Linked DNA regions of Culex quinquefasciatus: region 2 is linked to region 1. Evidence: chromatin contacts called from public Hi-C data. All regions are on one chromosome and are shown on one strand. Each heading gives the region's core, a stretch centred on a gene start, on an enhancer-like site or on the middle of the called end of the contact. The rest is flanking DNA. Distances are from core to core; before and after follow the strand shown. Region 1 holds the start of LOC119769707. Region 2 holds the start of LOC6052288 (actin-histidine N-methyltransferase).

What was found. A called contact is a pair of places that touch in the nucleus more often than the background predicts.
Region 2: a contact with region 1 is called in a Hi-C map of whole body, with 7 times the contacts expected there. The contact joins the promoter of LOC6052288 here to the promoter of LOC119769707 in region 1. A contact is called at or near these places in 2 of 2 Hi-C or Micro-C datasets (both in whole body).

The regions. Positions count from the first base shown.
Region 1 is chr3:27,701,512-27,708,983 of VPISU_Cqui_1.0_pri_paternal, forward strand. LOC119769707 reads left to right here and starts at 2,340. Exons shown (of 7, transcript XR_005278492.1): 1 at 2,340-2,664; 2 at 2,800-3,157; 3 at 3,218-3,363; 4 at 3,422-3,976; 5 at 5,164-5,309; 6 at 5,390-5,599; 7 at 5,667-5,849.
Region 2 is chr3:27,888,843-27,895,908 of VPISU_Cqui_1.0_pri_paternal, forward strand. It overlaps LOC6052288 (actin-histidine N-methyltransferase), which reads right to left and starts at 4,644. Exons shown (of 4, transcript XM_038265205.1): 1 at 4,467-4,644; 2 at 547-1,383. The coding sequence starts at 1,268. It overlaps LOC6042223 (beta-1,3-galactosyltransferase 5), which reads left to right and starts at 4,726. Exons shown (of 3, transcript XM_038265206.1): 1 at 4,726-4,849; 2 at 5,074-5,463; 3 at 5,523-6,990. The coding sequence starts at 5,163. The coding sequence ends at 6,421. It overlaps LOC6042222 (acid phosphatase type 7), which reads right to left. Exons shown (of 4, transcript XM_001851310.2): 4 at 6,808-7,066. The coding sequence ends at 7,003.

The DNA.
Region 1 (7,472 bases), core at 1,090-3,589:
TAACATCCGTTACACCGTAATATGATTACACCGTAACATTGTTACACCACAACATTCGTTACACCGTAACATTGTTACACCATAACATTGTTACACTGTAACACTGTAACATTGTTACACCGTAACATTGTTACACCGTAACATTGCTACACCGTAACATTGTTACACCGTAACATTGTTATAACGTAACATTGTTACACCGTAACATTGTTACACCGTAACGTTGTTACACCGTAACATTCGTTACACCGTAGTTTGGTTACACCGTAACATTGTTATACCGTAGCAGTGTTACTACGTAACATTGTTACACCGCACCATTCGTTACACCGTACCATTCGTTACACCGTAGTTTGGTTACACCACAACATGGTTACACCGCAACATTCGTTGCATCGTAGTTACGGTATAACAATGTTACGGTGTAATAATGTTACGGTGTAACAATTTAACCGTGTAACAATGTTACGGTGTAACAATGTTACGGTGTAACAATGTTACTGTGCAACAATGTTACGGTGTAACAATGTTACGGTGTAACAATGTTACGGTGTAACAATTTAACCGTGTAACAATGTTACGGTGTAACAATGTTACGGTGTAACAATGTTACGGTGTAACAATGTTACGGTGTAACAATGTTACGGTGTAATGAATGTTGCGGTGTAACAATGTTACGGTGTAACGAATGTTGTGGTGTAACAATGTTACGGTGTAATCATACTACGGTGTAGCGAATGTTACGGTTTGAGCATACTACGGTGTAACAAAGCTTGCCGTTTAGCCTAACATTCTTTGATCAGGTTCAAGCCAGGTTCAAGCCAATGGTTCATTTTGGCTAGCCTCGCCTGGTTTGAACCAAATGAACCATGGCTCACGGCACTCAGTGAGCCTGAGCCGACGGTGCTTGCCGACGTGTGGTGTGAACCTGAACCAAAAAAATGAACCTAGCCTAACCGATGGCTTAGGCTCGTGGGAACACTGGAATTGAGCTAGCACGGCCTCCGGGGTATTCATCATCCGAAGCCTCAACGTGACCTGGGATTACAAGAATTACACCGAGCCGTGGAAGGAGTAGTGGAGCAAACAGCATAAGGTCTACATCTCGGTCAATGACTTTTCCAATGTTCAGAGCCATACATTCAAGAAAAAAGGAATTTTCAAAGCAATGATCAAGGCGCAACTCTATCAAAAACTATGTGAACCTTTTGCACGAACACTACACGGTTTACAATAAAAATAGAATTCAGTCTGGTTGTGAATTAAATTTTGTGGAATGACGGAAAAACTTGTAAAACCTGAAATGTAAGCAAATTCAGCATTTTTTGTAGCTTTGTATTCGTACTTAAAAATTATTCAATTTTTTTTTTACATAAAATCGCACTATTTGCTGCCAGTTCTGCGACAGTTGGCACAGCCATTCGAGGAACAAGTTTTGGATAGCTTCGTGGGTCGCGCCATGTGCTGCTTGGTAGCATCCGGCTTGTGCTTCGGCTTGGCCTCGCGTTCTCGTTCCTCTTGAAACGCCTTCTTCATCGAACTCTGTTGCATTAGGCTCAACGGAGTCAATTCGCGAGGCCACGCTGGAGCGGAACATGCAGAGGCTGACTGTGAAGCGCAAGCAGACTCCAGCAACGAGCAGCAGCGAAAGTGACTTGGCCTCCGCTTGGCCGGAAAGCTCCAAGTCTGCTGGGTCGAAGCGGACTCCCAGTAGCTCGCCAAAGAATTGGTTTAACCTTAAAGAGCAGAGCAGAGAATTTTCAATTTGGAGGCATTTTTGGTAAAACTTTGTTTTCACTCACCTGCCATAGTCGACAAAACATTAAGCCGAACTGAGCGACTTCCGGAGTAACGATTTGAGGAGGTTGGCCAAAGTTGTATGGAATCCGTACTGGCGAAGGCAGGATTTCCGATACTCCAAACAGGCAGCTTAACGCAGTAAAGTTGGCATGACCATCAAAAAATCGCGAAAAGGCAAGATTCTCTGATTATCGAAATGTTTTGACTTGCTCCCGAGAAGTTGATACGTCAAAGTTTGAAAACAGAGGTTGCTATCATAGCAACCTCCAGAACGCTGAACTGAAACTGGGGAAAACAACGTTTCCCTTCGGAAATATCCAAAATTAGTACCTGTGAATCGCCACCAGGTGCAAAAGTGGCGTGGCGGTAGCGTCACCAGCCCCAACAGGGGAGTGGCATATCTATATATATTTAGTCTATGCTCAAACGAACGTACCATAAATTTCACCACCTGGGCTGCTGCCTGTCATGAAGGAGGCAGAATTTCGCCCTCTTCGCTTTCATTTTGCACCTCCATTTGCCGCCGCTTCTGATTCTTTTCCTTTCTCACAAAATTCTCAATCGTCGTCGCGAACGGACGTGAATTTTCGCGTTGCCGTCGTCGTCGTGATCCCGTTTTTTTTGTTCGCCGACTGCTTTGCTTTTTTTTTTTCAAGATCAAATTCTCGTTTCCGGATCATCGCTGTGAAGGTTGAAGGTGATTTTGGCGTGAGATACTTTTTTTTTTTTGGTTTGAGAAGGAAGTGAAGGGATTTGAGGAGAAATTTGGCTTTTCGTGTGTGAATAAAGTTCAAAAAAGGTCAACGCGCTCTGCATTGTTGGCCGTGGGAGGAGAAAAGTGAATGCTGGCAGAAGCAAATTTAGGTAAAATATTTCGTAACCAAAGAAACGCACGCGAGTCACAGCTCCATAAATAGAACGTGGGTTTCGGCTGTACGGCGTAGTAGGCGCCTGGACACTCGGCTGATGGACCACCTTTTTCTTTTGGTTTTCTTGCAGACTCGCGCCGCCATCTTTGATTGACCGTGGATTTGTGGTGCGGTTTTGTTAAGAAACGTTTGAAAGCGTCGTAAATATGATGAATCCGGTCAGCAAGATTCACTTCAACAGTTCGACCGGCGTGTCGCTGAACGACCGGTTCACGATCATGTCCAAGGTGAGCCCGCCGGAGAAAGGGGGCGGCGGCGGTTCGTCGGGGCGTTCCTCCGGGAGTGGCGGCTCATCCGGCGGACTCCGGAAGCGCTCCAACTCGGTCGATTCGATTCCGTCGCGCGGTTCGCTTGCGAACCGGGCCTTTGTCAGTCAGCTGGACCGGCGCCACCTGGGACAGCAGCGATCGGCGCTTCAGTTGCGAAATGTGAGTTTGTTTTAGGGTAGTTGGAGCTGTTGTTGACTTTTGTTGTTTTTTTTTCTGCAGAGAAATATCAGATCTGGCCGTCAGCGACTCAATCGCAGCAACATAAGTTCCCGCGTACAGCTGCGCCGTGCGGCCGGCAACACACTCACGCTGGCCGGAGGTTCCCGGCGAATGCAGCGGTCCAACAGTTTGTCGGATATTGCTACGTAAGTTGGCACGAAAGCTTGCGCTGAGATAGGGGTCTAATTCCGGATCTTCCCACAGAATGAACGCCGACTATTACGAGCGCAAGTCGCCACTCAAGCGCTCCAACTCGCAGGCCAGCCTTGCGGCCCGGTTGGGCAACCCCAACGGGCGTAGCCGGTCCCGCGTCCGAGGTCGCTCGCAGCAGCGCAATCAGTCCCGTTCGCGGGGTCGTTCCCGGTCCAACTCGGGCGCCCGCGGTGGTGGTCCCGGAGGACGAGTCTCCCGGTCGCGCTCCCGTGGCGGCAATCCCGCGGCCAACGGTCGCGCCAGATCTCGCAGTGCTGCCAACGGAAGAAACGCCGGCTTCGAAGGTCGCGTCGGGCGGGGCGGCGGCCGTGGAGGACGTGGCCCGATGCTGCAGCGTCGCAACAGCACGATGAAGGCACGATCCGCGTCGCGCTCGGCCTCGGTCAATGGCCGGTTGGGCGGCAACCGTACCGCGCGTCCCATGTCCGGTGGCGGATTCCGCGGAGGACGCATTGGCAAACGGGGACTGCGACGGGGAGGCGGAGGAGCAGGCGCCGTTGGACGGAACGGAAACGCCGGCGGAAGACCGGGACGCACCCTGCAGAGGTAATGGCCACGATGCTTTGGTTGAGGAAGAATTCTGGGAACCACCCGTGACAGGATGCATACCTTTCGGATCTCTTTAACATGGATTTGCCGATCTGATCTACAAGAAATCTGACACTCCTGCACCAACCGTAGTTTGGGGGACCTTTCTCGTAGAACCACAGTTTGCTCCAGGGTCGAGTGGACGGAGTTTTATTTCAAGCTAATCGCTAATATTATCCAGGACACGGAGTACTGTTGTGAGTGTTTGCACTTGGCAATCGGTCAGTAACCTTTCAAGCAGCTCGGAGTAGAAGCCACCAGGTCGAAATGAATAAGCAATTCCCTAAATCAACAACTTATGGGCCAACAACGTCTTCAAACACAAGCAAACGAACGTCAACATCTCGCCAGATAACCAAATCTTGAATTGAACACAACTTGGAGCGCTCAAAGTGCAGTTTGATTTTTGAAGACCATTTCATCCTCAAAGAAGACATCTTTATCCAAAACTCGGAACTCCAACAAGCGTTCCAAGCCTGGTTTACCATCAACACCCCACCCGCCAATAGGTTACTGATCGTTGCAAGTCATGGACAGCGAAACTCCACCTTATCAAGCAAACTAGTTCTCATTGTGCCCAGAAGAAGACAGAGACCTTAACCGCGTTGGCGCGCCAATTTAAACGGACTTGCCGCAACCGTAACGCGCTCGCACCTCCCAAAAGTGTGCTTTTCTTGCAGAATTAAGCCGTTCCAGCGCAGCGCGAAGCTATTCCGCGGTTTGCAACGTTCTTGTACGCATCGAAGAAATCCGTCACTTTCGTTGAGGAGGAGCACTGGGCGAAGCGTGGCCGGGTCCCGGAGGTTTCGGTATGGTAGCACAAACAAACACACATCCCCCCTAGGCAAGATTCGTTGACGTTGCGACGAGTGCGCGGTATCAGCACCCTATGGTATAGTTTACATTTGAATTTGTGCATGTAATGCTTTCTTTCTACTTGTAGCCATGAACAAATCCGTTCCGAGAGGTTCCGCAAAACAAACTCGCGTGTGTGTGTGCGTGCGCGCAAGGATGGCTTTGGGTAGCGGGTTCCATTTTAAGCATTCACGTGGTCGTCCCGTTTTCTTGCATCGATCAAATTCGCCACCCACCCCCGACGCAAATCAACCCTAAAGCCATCCTTCGCCCTTCGGTTCTACTTGCAGACGTGGACGCGGGGGGTTCCGAGGTGGAAGAGCTGCGGCGGCGGCGGCGGCGGAGGCAGCCGGCGGAAATCGCCGCGGTCGGTCCCGGTCGCGTGGTCGGGCCGCGTCCCAGACGCGGGGCCGAAGCGCGCAACGTGGACGTAATGGTTAGTGAGGGCGGCGGCGGGAATTGGCGAAATTGTCATACAAGAATCGTACAGAAATCACATCGTTCGTACTGTTTTAGCATCCCGAGGACGCTTCCCGGCCGTGCCGCCCAAGAGCAAGGAGCAGCTGGACAAGGAACTGGACACGTACATGGCCAACACGAAGAGCTCGCTGGACAAGGAGATGGACGAGTACATGAACGGGATTCACAGCAGCACGATTTGAGCTACAGAGAGGAAAATTGCTGAAAGAAAGCTAAACAAAACGTGTAAATCGTTATCAAACAAAAGTAACAAACTTTAAATAACACTAGCGGATAAGGAAACTCTTAATACTAATATTTTTTTTCTCTATAGAATATATAGTGAATCTGATTAACAGACACGTTACAAAACTGAATTTTTAAAGATATCTTTAATAACTTATCAACAGAAGTCGTGAATTTGATAAAACAAAACTGTACATATGATTTAGAAGCCGAAGAAAACGAGAGAAAAGGAAATAAACATAGTTTTCTTATGACTGAACTGATAAAATGATTTGGCGAAAGTGTTATTTTATCAAAAATCCGAAATGCTGTTTCCTTGCTCAGCTACGTCTTGTTACGTACAAATTAATCCAATTTTCAATGTAAAGTAAGGCCGTAGCAAATATTTTTTAAAGTTTATCAACTGGATGTACCTGAAACATCGCACAACTGGGCTTCTCTTCTCTTAATTCTCAGCTACCACCTATCTCCTATTTTTATTTTGCTCTACTGATTCTCACTTCTTCACTGATTCTTCTATTTAATATCTATCATTTGATTTTTATTTTACTAACTTTTGATTCTCTCATCTCTCAAAAGCTTTTCCACTCATTTTTTACCAACTGATACTGCTGTAACAAGCTTTGTTTTTTTTTCTTTTAAAATATACTTTTCCTTAATGTTGTACTATTAATATCAAGTCTATTTATCATGTGCCTAAACTATTTTGGATTTTATTGCGAATCTATTTATTTGAATAATTCTTTATCTGTCCTATAAATAATCATTACTATAATCTAAGCTAGTTTTTTTAATCTATATTTATTAACTATTGTCTTATTTTACATCTACTACATCCAGCTTATTCTCATCATTCTCTTACTATTGATTCTTGATTTTTTATAAAATATATTCTCTTTGACTATCTATTGTTTTCAATCTTCACTCTTTTCTTCTAACAAGTGAGGTTTGAGCCCTTACTCAGTTTAACACAAATATTACTAATAGCAACATATGAGCAACTCTCTACGAAATCGGCCGATTTCGACCGTTTTTATTTTTTGATTTGACTAAAACTTTGTGGGGGCCTTCCCTATGACCAAATTAGCTATTTTGCGTCATTGGTTCACCCATACAAGTCTCCATACAATTTTGGCTGCTGTCGATACAAAAATGGTATATTCAATGTAACTTTTGAGTGAATTTTCTGATCAATTTGGTGTCTTCGGCAAAGTTGTAGGTATTGTTGAGGACTTTTGAGAAAAAAATAAGTACACGGAAAAAAATTGCAGATTTTTTAATCAACTTTTTTTCACAAAAACTCAATTTCCAAAAATACGTATTTTTTGATTTTCGAGATTTTTTATGTGTTTTACTGCCGTTCTACGCATAATTGTCCCATGTTCGAAAAAGTGCAACTGAGAAAAACGCGATTGAAATTTTTCGATCGATTTCTGTGTTTCTACGCATAATTGTCCCGTGGGTTCCTATACGCCCTATGTGTCCCTAATTGCCCTAGTTAGCAGTGTATCACTCTTATTTGTGATCCTCTTGCTAAACAACAGGTAAACACAACATAATGCTACATAAAACTAATGATTCCGTATAAGAAAATACTTGGTGGGACAATTATGCGTAGAAGTTTAACGATGGGACAAACAGACTTTATGTTGTTTTCAATGAGTTTCCGAACAAAGTACCCGATTTTATGTGTTTTTCTTAAAATATACGACAAACTAAACTTAAAAATGTTAAAAAGTCAAAATCGTCCAAAAATGACATGGGACAATTATGCGTAGAACGGCAGTTTAGGGGATAAAAATTCGCAACTTTTGAGCCATAGAGAAACATGGTCAAAACATCTGTCGCCGAGTAATGAATTTTTGAAAAAATAGTGATTTTTGGAACAAAATGA
Region 2 (7,066 bases), core at 3,394-5,893, 190 kb after region 1:
GAGTTATAGAAAAAAACTATCATTTGATGATTCTTGCACCAAAAAATCAGAATGTCAACCTGGGCATTCTCCTTCCATCACTCCTTTTCTTTTCCTTGTTCACGAACACTCGCCGAAGATTCTTTTGTTTTCTCCGAAAATCACAATGAAATGACGCCAGAGGAACCGACCACGCACTACGTCCCGTTAAACTGCGTAGGCAAATTTTGTGTTGTGGCTTATACCTTGTTGAGAAGGAATGATTGTGAATGCGGAATTGAGAGAAATAAAGAATGCCACACGGGGTTGTGTAAACACGCAATAGAGACCTATGTACATAGGAAACATATGGCACATTGGTGGTTTTGAAAAAGAAATCTAGATATTAAACCTTCCAAAATTACAGCTTCCCAATTTACACAATTTTTTACCCTGGAGGTTTCTTCCGGTAGCAAAATTATTGTACAAAAGAGATAAGAAAAATCAGCAAGTTGCAAGTCTGTAAGTTACAATGCCACGATCAAATCATACGATCATAAGAAGGTTCAAATAGGAACATTAACTCACCAATACAAATCGTACGTAAAGTTGTCCTTCAGCAGCGCCGTCTTGCTCTGGATAAACTTCTTGATGAACCCGTACTGCCGGGCGATATTTTTGCACTGATTCAGCGCCGGCACGAACGCACTGGTTCCCTTCAGCTCGGCCATATCGGCCGGGGTAAAGTACAGCACCGTCGAGTACCGATCCGGCAGCACATCCAGGTACGGCTTCCACACGCTGTTCGGCTGGAAGCGCTCCACGATCAGCAGCAGCGCCAGCATCAAATTGGACAGATTTTGCACCATCATCACCGGGATGTCCTTCATAATGTCCGGGATCTTACTGTCGGCCGTCACCGAAAAAATCAGCTTCCGCGGCACCGTCACAAAAACTTCCCCTGCGCTGAAATCCCGCGTCGCTTCCAACCCCAGCTCGAAGCCGGAAAATTCGGAAATTTTGATCCCATCAAACTGGCAGCCGTGCTCCTTGGCCCACCGGCAGAACGACTCGATGTTGGCCTGGCGGGGCTTTCCGTTGCTGGTTTTCAGCTTCAGCTCCGATTCCAGCTTGCGGATGCGCTCCAGCACCGAGTACATTTCCTGGTACTGGGCGTACTGCTCGTTTACGGTGGGCGTTTTCATGAAGCTACTCTTTATCAACGAGTCGACCAGCGTGTTCAGCTCGTTCTGCTTGGTCATCGATAGCTTCTTGCCGCTGGAGGTAGCCATGCTGGGAGCACCGGTCATAGCCAGGTTGGAACTTAAACTTGCTTCTCTGTATCGCGATTGTACGACTAGCTTTTATGTTGCGTATTTTGTGTTGCAGTAACTACCTATTTTTTAGATAAATGTCAATAAGATGCTTTAAAAAACCAAGAAAGAACTGTATCATTTAAAACAATACGCTTTAAACTACACCCAAACAAAAGAAAAGCGATGATTTAGCTGCGCTACACCCACAGGCTAGAAATGCTGCCGAAACTGTTATCCTGGTCTTGCTACATTTAATAATAGCTTTTCTATCAAAATATGCATGAAACGCACCGACCCGATCTACAGTCCTCACCAATACATAGAAGATTGTTGTGCTTTGCTTCTTTGATATCACGGTTTTAACGTGTTGGAGCGTTGCCACATGTACAGATTTATCTGTCATGGTACAGATTTTCAGCAAAGATCTGAGTACAGAATCTGTACGTACAGATGACAGATATTTGGATCACCGTACTGATTTTTACAGATTTTCAGATAAAAAAGATTCTTACTCAAAATGATATTATTGTAACTATTCAATTGCAGTTATTGCAATTATCTCAACATTTAAAAACTTTTCATTGATTAAATCTAGTTTAACTTTTGAAACATTTAGAAATGGATCATGCTTATATTTTTTAACGATCTTAGATCCATTTATGCTAGAATATTTTGAACTAGGAGTCTCTCTTAAAATACTAACCCCCAGTACGCCGCGGGTAATTGGCTTCCTCCCACAAACATTTACACACAAGATCCTCTGTAGTTTTAGGATTTTCTTAGGTTTAAGAAAACTGCATTTACAAAAGCAGACTCATTGCTAACCAGGTTTCAGTACCGACAAGGACCTAATACAAATAATTTATAGCATTTCGTTCTAATAAAGTTATAACATAATTTACAGCATTTCCCATTCTTCTCAAAAATGATTTTGAAATGAAGGAGAACACAGGTAAAATAAAATCTAAAATACTTCAAAAATTTAATAAAAGTTGTACTGAACCATACAGAAAATAATGTGGCATAAAGTTCATTGTATTTTTTTTATTAATTTGAGTATATTTTTAAATTATATGAAAACAACATGATTTTTTCATATTCATAATCTTGCTTATTGCATTTAAAGCATTTTTTGCAAAAAAAAAAGTTTGATAATAAAAATTATCTTTTTAGCATTCCATACTTTACATGCACTAAATTTGAAACATATTTACAACCGCCATGTAGTTGCCTGAATATTACAAAATTTAATCCTCGTTTTTTTCAAAACATTATTATTTGTTTCTTGAAAGGTAACACCATTATGTCACATTAAACTATTTAGTAAATGGAATATGGTCAAAGTAAATTTTATTGAAAGTTTTCGATAAATCATGTTTTGTACCGTAAACTGGATCAATCGGGACTGCAGTCTGTATGAATATGGATTACAGTCTAACTTAAATTATTTGATTCTTAAATTCCTGAATTCTTATATTCTTAAATTCCTGAATACTTAAATTCTGAAATTCTGAAATTCTGAAATTCTGAATTTCTTAAATTCTTAAATTTATAAATTCTTAAATTCTTAATTTTTTAAATTCTTGAATTCTTAAATTTTTAAATTCTTAAATTCTTAAATTCTTAAATTCTTAAATTCTTAAATTCTTAAATTCTTAAATTCTTAAATTCTTAAATTCTTAAATTCTTAAATTCTTAAATTCTTAAATTCTTAAATTCTTAAATTCTTAAATTCTTAAATTCTTAAATTCTTAAATTCTTAAATTCTTAAATTCTTAAATTCATAAATGCTTTAATTCTTGAATTCTTTGATATTTTGAAAAATTTTAATCTGGGTATGATTTGAAATTCTAGATATTTATTTAGAATTTTAAATTTTTTGGATTATAATTTTGAATTTGAAGGATTTTGAATGTATGAATTATTAAATTATATTATTTTATTTTTATTAATTTTTAATTATTAGAATTTTAAAGCTTTGAATTTGTTATTTTTAAATTTTATTTTGTATATATATTTCTTTTTATTTTCTTAACCATAGATTTTTTTAGTTTTAATATTTGTATTTTTGAATCTGTGTGTTTATTAATTTTCTCTTTGGTTTACTTCTTTTCAAGCAAAATACAAAATCCTTCCTTTTAATTTCAAGATTCTGCTTTTTGAGATTCGGCATCAAGAGGCAATTCGGAATTTTCAATATTATAATATCGATTACAAAATTATTGATACATTTATGACTTTCAGTTGCAATAAAATAAACAAATTCTGAATATTTAAATTTTTTCACTAGAACTTTTGCAAACAAACATCGCGCGAAGGAACGTCACGCGAAGAAACGGCTTTCCTTGGCCGTTTCTTAGATGTTTTTTATATGGAGTTTTGCGTTCCTTCCAAGCTGCATATCAGCGTTTAGTGTTGTCATAAGATTGTTCAAAATGCATGTTAAAAAAAAGTTTTTTACAAAAAATATACCGTACAGATAATGGTACAGATATTCGCCATGCTTGGTACAGATAAGACAGATTTTTGGACCCTCTGATACAGACGAGCATGTGGTAACACTGTTGGATTCCGATATACGTTCACGTAAATTTTTCAGCAAAATCATGCAACCCTCGGTTGAGTGTAGTTTGAGTGATTTTTTTTTCAGGCAAAACAGGCGAATACGTCCTTTAATCGGCTTAAAATAAAATGAACAAATCTTTCAAACTATTAAAAATATAGGGCAGATTGCACATGTGCCCTAGGTCAACCACCTTTCAAATTCAATCTTTTTTGTTTACAGATAAATTTGAATTTAATAAAGTTAATTTCTTCCAGAAATGGTTAAACCCCGACCCAAATGTGATCTCCCTTTTGCACTCGATCTACCCACGATTAATCACACTCACACGCACCGATTTATTTGATTAGGTCAGTATCGCACGACAAAACACCACCGGCGGCGACACTTTCGAGATTTATTGCTTGATTGTTATTTATTTACGATTAACTGCCCGCTATTTAGTACCAACCGCACACCACGTCTTCCCGATTAAACCGGCCGTCACTTGTTTTTCTCGTATTCCCGAACCACCCAATAAAAAAACGTGACAAAAAATCTCGATTTTTTCACGTTCTACCACACGACGGAACGTGACACGAAACTGCACACTTGCGTGCGTGTGTGTACAGAGCGAAACCGGAACGAACCGTTTTGAGGTCGGGGGCCCACGTTAACTTCCGTTAAAAATAGCTATTTGTGGACGGTGGAACTGACGCAAGAGTACCGCTAGTTAGGATTTATTTACATCAAAAGTCTCATATTTTTCTACGGTACGTTGCGTATCTGTTTCACGGACCGGCAAGTGCAGCAAACGTCACGAAGGGGCGGAATCAAAACAAAAGAGGCAAATGTCAAAAGTTCTGACAGCCGGGCGACGGGACGTTGTTGAAGCTGAAACAGCGACGGAACGAGGAGGAAGCGACCAGTTTTGGAGTTTAAAATTTAGCGAGTAATCAAAGCTAGCGAGCGCTAAAGTTTGTTTTGACGTTTTAGTAAGATAGAAAAGCAGTGATGGCGCTACGTCCGAAAGGTGAGTCTCTGTTTAAGCTCGAATCTCCGGATTTCGGGATCAATGTTGTCGTATGCGTGAGTGAATGAGAAATAAATCAGTCTTGTAACGTTGCGGAGCTCCAGCAGAAACAATCATCGAGTATTCTGCTGGAACAGTCGGAAACGTAGTTTCGTGTCAATCGTTCTAACCACTGATTGGCTACGTAACCCTATTTGTTTTATTTACATCTTTACGTAAACAAGGTTTCTCCACCCACGACCAAGGATTTTCCATTAACCAGTGCCGTAATTAAATCCACCCAATGAGCTCGTAAAGATCTCCTTCCTCCACCATGCGAAAGTTCCACCGCTTCCTGGCGTTCACCGTGGCGCTGCTTATCCTGTACCTTGTCTACCGCTACTCGTTCCAAGTGGACAGCGACGGGCACTATCTGTTCCTGAAGCCCCTGGAAGCGACCGGTTCCGGCAGTGGACGCGGCTACCTGACGTTGCTGCAAAGCGCCGATGGCAACGAGGGCGACGATACGCGGGAATCTCCGGCGGATCCCAAGCGGTTGGTAAATCTGACGGACTTTCGCTTCCAAATTGGGAACGACATCTGCAAGGAGAACGGGAGCTTCTCCGAGCTGCTGGGTGAGTGGTTACGGGATTTGGGTTGGGTCATTCGAAGACGTTGATGGTTGTTGTTTTAGGAGTTATCCTGGTGACGTCCTACGTTGGAAATGATGCGCTCAGGTCGGCTCACAGACAAGCTATTTCGCAACAGAAGTTGATCTCGATGGGATTGCTACGGATTTTTTCCTTGGCAGCTATTCCGAGCAGGGAGAAGTTTATGGTTCAAAAAGCCATCGTTGATGAACAGCGAATTTTCGGAGATTTGATACAAGGAGAGTTCCTAGAAGCTTACAGAAATCTCACGTACAAACACATAATGAGTCTGAAATGGGGAACCGAACATTGCAGAAAAGCCAAGTTCCTGATCAAAATGGATGACGACATCGTTTACGATCCGTTCTACATCCAGAACTATCTGTCCGATTTGGACAGTCATCAAAAGCCGGAACAGCGGTACCTTTTAGCAGGTTTCACCTTCACCAACAAAAAGGTGATTCGCCTAAAAGCCAACAAGTGGTTTGTCAGCCGAGATGAGTTTCCTGCCGACGTGTATCCGCCGTATCTGTCCGGTTGGCTTTACATCACGAACCAGCGGACGGCTCGGGAGTTGGTGCTCCAGTCGGAGCGCACACCATTTTTCTGGATCGATGACACGTACGTGACGGGAATTCTCGCCGAGCGAGCCCACATCCAGCTGACTAGTCTGAACAAGTGGTTCAGCGCCAACTCGGAGTTTCTGGACTGCTGCATCCGGGACATGAAGCGCTTCTCGTACCAGTGCGATTACTACGTGGGACCTAACGGTGGCAACCAACGGCTCATCATGGACTTTGTTCAGGAGCTGGAACGGTGCTACGATAATGCGTGCTATCAGCGACCAAGCGGCAAACCGTTGACCAAGACGTGCGTGGCCGAGTACCGGAACCACGGGATGCAGGACCACGGAACGGCGATGGTCAGCATGATGCGACTGTAAAGGTCACGTTTACGGAATCGATGTTTGAATCTCAATAACCGTCCATTACTTAATCGGTTTCAACCAACAGAATCATAAGGATTTTGGTGACCTTCTCAATGTAATCCGATAAACTTTTTCTAAATGTTTTGAAATATTTCTACAAGAAACAAATATTTGTGCCAACGAAAAACAACATTCCACTTACATTTGTTACCGATAAGCTAGCTTTAAGAGTGCCATTACGAACAAAATAGTAACTGCATTAAATTCATCTGCATGTCATAATCTTCACACCGCAAATGTACCCGTAAGCTGCCATTAGGTTTTTAACGACGATGAGGAGATCAACGAAGTAAACCCAAGAACCCGTAAAGTATTCCCAGAATCTGTGATAAGCCGGATTATTGCGTTTAGATAAATCGTATATTTACTGTATTCAGAGCACTAATCTTATGCAGAGCACAGAGAAGGCCATAACTCAGATCGTCTTAATTACTTTGGTAACTCGCCAAAACCCTCCGGAATGATCTAAAACTTGTAGCACAAAAAAAAAACACTAAAAATTAAAATAAATGTATTACAAAGTACGCTGTCGACTTTTAAGCGTCGTCCTCGCTGTCATCCTCCAGCAGCTGCTTGTACGGCACGTGCCGGTCCTTGACG